2 separate regions of the Triticum aestivum genome follow, and region 2 is linked to region 1. A link is a contact called in public Hi-C data. All regions are on one chromosome and are shown on one strand. Each heading gives the region's core, a stretch centred on a gene start, on an enhancer-like site or on the middle of the called end of the contact. The rest is flanking DNA. Distances are from core to core; before and after follow the strand shown. Region 1 holds the start of LOC123182282 (protein CANDIDATE G-PROTEIN COUPLED RECEPTOR 7). Region 2 holds the start of LOC123170590.

What was found. A called contact is a pair of places that touch in the nucleus more often than the background predicts.
Region 2: a contact with region 1 is called in a Hi-C map of leaf, with 4 times the contacts expected there. The contact joins the promoter of LOC123170590 here to the promoter of LOC123182282 in region 1. A contact is called at or near these places in 2 of 5 Hi-C or Micro-C datasets (both in leaf).

The regions. Positions count from the first base shown.
Region 1 is chr1D:387,009,877-387,012,665 of IWGSC CS RefSeq v2.1, forward strand. LOC123182282 (protein CANDIDATE G-PROTEIN COUPLED RECEPTOR 7) reads left to right here and starts at 1,295. Exons shown (of 1, transcript XM_044594798.1): 1 at 1,295-2,789. The coding sequence starts at 1,376. The coding sequence ends at 2,749.
Region 2 is chr1D:387,230,056-387,232,932 of IWGSC CS RefSeq v2.1, forward strand. It overlaps LOC123170590, which reads right to left and starts at 1,445. Exons shown (of 2, transcript XM_044588440.1): 1 at 1,132-1,445; 2 at 1-1,025. The coding sequence starts at 667. It also overlaps the pseudogene LOC123159448.

The sequences.
Region 1 (2,789 bases), core at 45-2,544:
TCGAACTCGACAAGGAAGGGGGGGTCTGAGGGCGAGGTGGTCGGCGTATCCGACGGTCACCGAGTCGCCGCCACTTCTGTCGGGGGATCTGACCTTGTCGCCTCTTCTTCCGGGAGTCGCGACCTCGCCGCCACTTTCGGTGCCTTTTTTATTTCCTTCCATAGCGGTGCGAGGTGTTTTTTTAGAGCTCTATGTGGTGTTTTCACATGAAGACGCATGGCTTTTTGGCGCGAGCACGCTGCTCGAGCGCTCTCTTTTCGCGCCAGGAATCTTTCGAAGAGGTCGGGCCTCAGGTGTAAATTCCTCAGGAATTGGCGCCTTCGAAACCCAATCCTGAGGGATTTTGAGAAGGCAATCATGTGATCCAAATGCATTCCGTAGGAAACAATCCTGAGGTTCACAATCCTGTGAAAATCCTATAAAGATCCTTCAATCCAAAGAAAGCCTAAAAAAGGAAGCGGAGTGGCAGCGTGTAGTACTTTTAGCGTAGATGAAGCGGGGGTTGTTTTTCGTTGATCTCGCCGACTTACTCCAAAACCTCTGTGAAACGGGGTACAAAACTTAGAACCACCCAGTTGTGTTGAATCAAAGCCATGTGGGAGAGTATGGGCAGGCGAGAAAGGATTTCTTAAAGTGATGATTCATACTACCTCTATTAGTCCCTCTTGCATTTTGGGTTAAACTTTAACCTTTGACTTAACTATCAAAAAATTAAGTTCTATACCACAAAAATAGTAGCATCGACTTCCAAATATGAATCCAACAAAATAACTTTTGGGACATACGATTTTATTTCATTGTCAAATTTGTGGTCAAAATTTGGCATAAAATATGAAAGGGGCCAGTAAACTCATACGAAGGCCCAGTCAAAAAAAACCATACGAAGGTAGTACTACAAGAATAGGTGGATGTAAAAAGAAACAGTTTTGCTAGAACTCATCTAGATGAGATATAGTTTGGTCTCGTTCATCTTTTATAGCCATTGGATGTGATGCTATAAGATGCGTGTGCTGACGTGGGTTGTATCTGTTTTTGTTTTCAAGATGAATGAGACCAAATTATATCTCATCTAAATGAGTTCTGGGCACTCAAAAAAAATGGCACTTAGTGGATCTCAAATTCTCATAATGCTACACAAGCCGTTCAGTCGTCCTCAGTGTGACCCCGAAGTGTAAAAAAACTTTCCCATCGCACCGTCGGCTACGACTGCCCAAGTCAACCTCCTACCGAACTCTCACCAATCGCGAGGCACATCCAACCCCCGCGCTTCCGCCACATAAGACGGCCGTGCTCCGCTGCCCCGCTCCACCCACCGCCCACGCGCACACCGACACACTCCCACGCATTCCGCCCCCCACAGGCCACAGATCTCGCCATGGCCGACGCCGGAGCTCGCCACCTCCTGCTGCTGCTCCTCGCCGCCGCGGGGGTCCTCCTCCTCGCCTCCCCCGCCGCGGCGGAGATCCGGGCGGAGTCCTTCCGGGAGGACCCGCGCCACACCATCCTGTTCGAGAAGTTCGGCTTCTCCAAGACCGGGGCCGTCCGCATCATCCTCTCCGGCGCCGCCGTCTCCTCCTCCTTCGCGCGGGCGGACCCCAAGCAGATCGGCTTCTTCCTCCTCGCCGACGAGTCCCTCCTGCAGGCCGCCTCCGAGTCGCGGCCGCCGGCGGAGAAGCGCGCGGAGCCGGACGACCCAACCGGCGCCGACGAGCCCGACCTGTCCGGCTGCGTCCTCTCCAGCCCCTACGTCAAGAAGCTCTTCACCTTCCACGACATGGAGGGCGGGCACTACAACAAGTCCTTCCCGGTCACCCACCCCGACGAGTACAGCCTCTACTTCGCGAACTGCGCGCCGGAGTCGCTCGTCTCCATGAACGTCCGCACCGAGATGTACAACGCCAACCCGGACGGCTCCAAGGACTACCTCCCCGTCGGCCAGGCGCCCGTCCCGGCCATCTACGGCTTCTTCGCCTTCGGCTACGCCGCGTTCCTCGCCGGCTGGGCCTACCTCACGCTCTCCCGCGACCGCGTGGCGGCCAACCAAATCCACCACCTCATGTCCGCGCTCCTCGTGGCGCGCCTGCTCTACTGCCTCTCGGCCGCCGAGGACCAGCACTACATCCGCGTCACCGGCACGCCGCACGGCTGGGACGTGGCCTTCTACCTCTTCCAGCTCATCAAGGGCGTCATCCTCTTCGCGGTCATCGTGCTGGTCGGCACGGGCTGGTCCTTCCTGAGGCCCTTCCTGCAGGACCGGGAGAAGAAGGTGCTCATGGTGGTGATCCCGCTGCAGGTCATGGCCAACATCGCCGACGCGGTCATCGGGGAGACCGGGCCGTTCATGCAGAGCTGGGTGACATGGAACCAGATCTTGCTGTTCGTCGACGTCGCCTGCTGCTGCGCCGTGCTCTTCCCGGTCGTCTGGTCCATGCGGTCGCTCCGGGAGACGTCCAAGACCGACGGCAAGGCGGCGCGGAATCTGTCCAAGCTCACTCTGTTCCGGCAGTTCTACACCGTGGTGATTGGGTACCTGTACTTCACCAGGATCGTGGTGTTTGCGCTCAGGACTATTGCCAGTTACCAGTACCGGTGGGTGAGCATCCTGGCCGAGGAAGTGGCATCAATGGCGTTCTACATGTACATGTTCTACACATTCAGGCCGGCCGAGAGGAGCAAGTACTTCTCTCTGGACGACGACGATGAGGAGGCCGCGGAGATGGTGCTCCGGGAAGAGGAATTCGAGCTCTGAACATTTGTAATTTTCCGCAACAATGCCGTGAGCTGCAATT
Region 2 (2,877 bases), core at 195-2,694, 220 kb after region 1:
ATACCAAACTCTCTACAAGGCAAAACCTGGTGCTCCCCATGTATGTGAGGGTGGCATCCGAGTGCTTGAGGAAAAGTTTCTCCTTGCCCATCTTCCAGTCAGGTTGCATGGTACCTTCGTCGGTGCAGGAAGCGACTTGGCAGGAACAAATGTACCCATCCTTGTGAAGGCCAACCCATGCATCCAGCTCACTGTCAAAGTAGCCTTGTCCTTGGAAAGGCAATGCCCATTCCCCAAGACACCTCCACTCTTGGTACCTGGTGTCAAAGGAGAAGGTGCGATGCAGATAGCGCCTGCTGCTAGCAGACATGAAGATAGTGTGTCCATCCGGGTGCATGGGGTAGGAGTTGATCATGTCATCCTTGGTGAATGGCAGTGGTGAGGGCACGCTTGTCCAGCACCAGTCCATGCTTGGATTTGAAGGATGTGGATCCTTGATGCCCACCGCAGACAGCACCTCAAATGACTGTCGCATTTCCTTGATGTTATACTTTAACACATACAACTGCATGTTGGCAGTAGCCACAAAGATTTTAATGCCTCCGAGTAGTCCATCAGGGAGAGGAGGGCCGATGGCCAATCCAGCTGTCTCTGTGTTGTAGACCATGGTGCCAGGGTGTTTGCTGTTCGCCATGAAGATATTGCTGCCCAGGGCAGCGAAGTACATGGGATAATTAGTGAAGCTGACACTAGCCGGAGAACTGGGGGCTCCAAGTCCAGGTCGGAGCTGCTGTCCAAGGTGTCGATGTTAATCTTGTAGATAGCCAAGCCCTTGGTCCAGTCATCTAGCGCCAGATAGAGATGCTTCTGCCTCTGCACAGACCGCAACTTCTTGTCTGCGCGGTCCCTGTAGCTTACCTGCTCCTACCGACGCTTGGACATCCCTCCTCCCAAGATCTGCTCCTCCGAGTTTGTCTACTAAAGACAAAATTTTGGTCGCAATCGAGGTGTAGAGCAACACAGCAAAACAGATCTGGAATAGGTGCAGACTGCAGTCGATCTGACGGGGGCTTCTTTGACGTAATCTGCAGGTTCATGTTCTATTTATATAGACCCTGTCTGCCTAACTAATCCAAATCGAATTAAGAAACCGACTCTGTTTGCAACCGAACACAAGAGGGGAACACATACCTCGGCAGAATCCGAGCCGGCCGTGTGGTTGAATCAGAGATAGAGACGGGGACCGAAAGCAACACGGCTGCAAGACCTCAGCGCGCCGCCGCCGCCGCCGCCTTCGACTGGTTGGGGATCGTGAGAATGAGAGTCGCCGAGCGAGAACGCGTTGATCAGGACGGAAACGCGGAACCCGCGCTGTGGTTGGTCGTCGGTGGGGCGGCGCAGGCCTGCTGCTGCTGCCGTCTCGGAGTAGTTCTGTACATGCTCGTCGAGTTCTATTTTCGTAGCGCTCTAATTGATAGCGTGGCAGTGGTCACGCAGAGAGACGAGAACCTGTAAACCTGTATGTGTTTGATTAATTTGAGAATAAACCGATGTCTATGTTTTGCCACTGATCCTCGACCCTTTCCTGCCCGAACTATCGTGATTTATTCTGCCCCTCTGAATAAACTGAATAGTTCCAGTTCAGTTTCAGTTAGTATAATCTCTTATTCTTTTGCGTGATCAAATTGACAGTATACATCCAAGTTCGTTGGGGTGGATTCAGGGTGTAGTCATCTGATTGTATCAACATACAATGTTAACCATGTGAGGAAAATTCTTTCACGGTGCATTTGCTGTTTCAGTTTTTTTACTTGTAGCACATTATATGCTAAAGTAAGTTTCTGAATGATATTTAGGATAATGATTGGTGCACCAAGGTAACAAAGGGAGGGGCTGCCATGACCTTTAGTTGGACCATTGCCTCAAGCAAGGACAGTTAATTCCTGCTGGGAAGGTACAGATTGCTTTTATATTGCATCTGCTGCAAATCTTACATTCTTAAGAAGTTGACCCCTACTTTTAGCAATTCTCTTTACATTCACACTGTCTACATCAGATGCCACGTCAGCGTTCAGTTTCCAAAACAACAACTTTCAGAAAAAAAAATCTAGTACGACCGGGTCGCACGCAGCCAAACGTGAGACCACAGCGACAGCGTGAGCATGTGTCACTACAATATCAAAGCAGGCAACGTAACCTTATCCCAAACCCGATATTTCCATCCATACGGACGAGGATGGCTCCCGCTCCCGCTCCTGCTCCCGCTCCCCCCCCCTCCATCTCACCGGAGGAGGGCCAACCACCAGCCACCCAAAAACCTCCGGCCACCTTCTCGCCGGAGCCAACTCTAGCCACCAGTCCTCTAGACGAGCTCCTCCCCACAGTAGCTCCTCCACCATCGCCATTTTTTGACCCGCCTTATGTAAAATCAGGGCAGGTTGCGCTCCGCTGCTTCCTGGGCTGCGGCAATGCCATGGGCTTGGAGTTCGAGGATGATGCCTCATACTACCTCCGCCTCGACATCACCACTGTGACACCCCCGATTCAATCGTACACTAATCATGCACGCAAACGTGTACGATCAAGATCAGGGATTCACGGGAAGATATCACAACACAACTCTAAAACATAAATAAGTCATACAAGCATCATAATACAAGCTAGGGGCCTCGAGGGCTCGAATACAAGTGCTCGATCAAAGACGAGTCAGTGGAAGCAACAATATCTGAGTACAGACATAAGTTAAACAAGTCTGCCTTAAGAAGGCTAGCACAAACTGGGATACAGATCGAAAGAGGCGCAGACCTCCTGCCTGGGATCCTCCTAAACTACTCCTGGTCGTCGTCAGTGGCCTGAACGTAGTAGTAGGCACCTCCGGTGTAGTAGGAGTCGTCGTCGACGGTGGCGTCTGGCTCCTGGGCTCCGGCATCTGGTTGC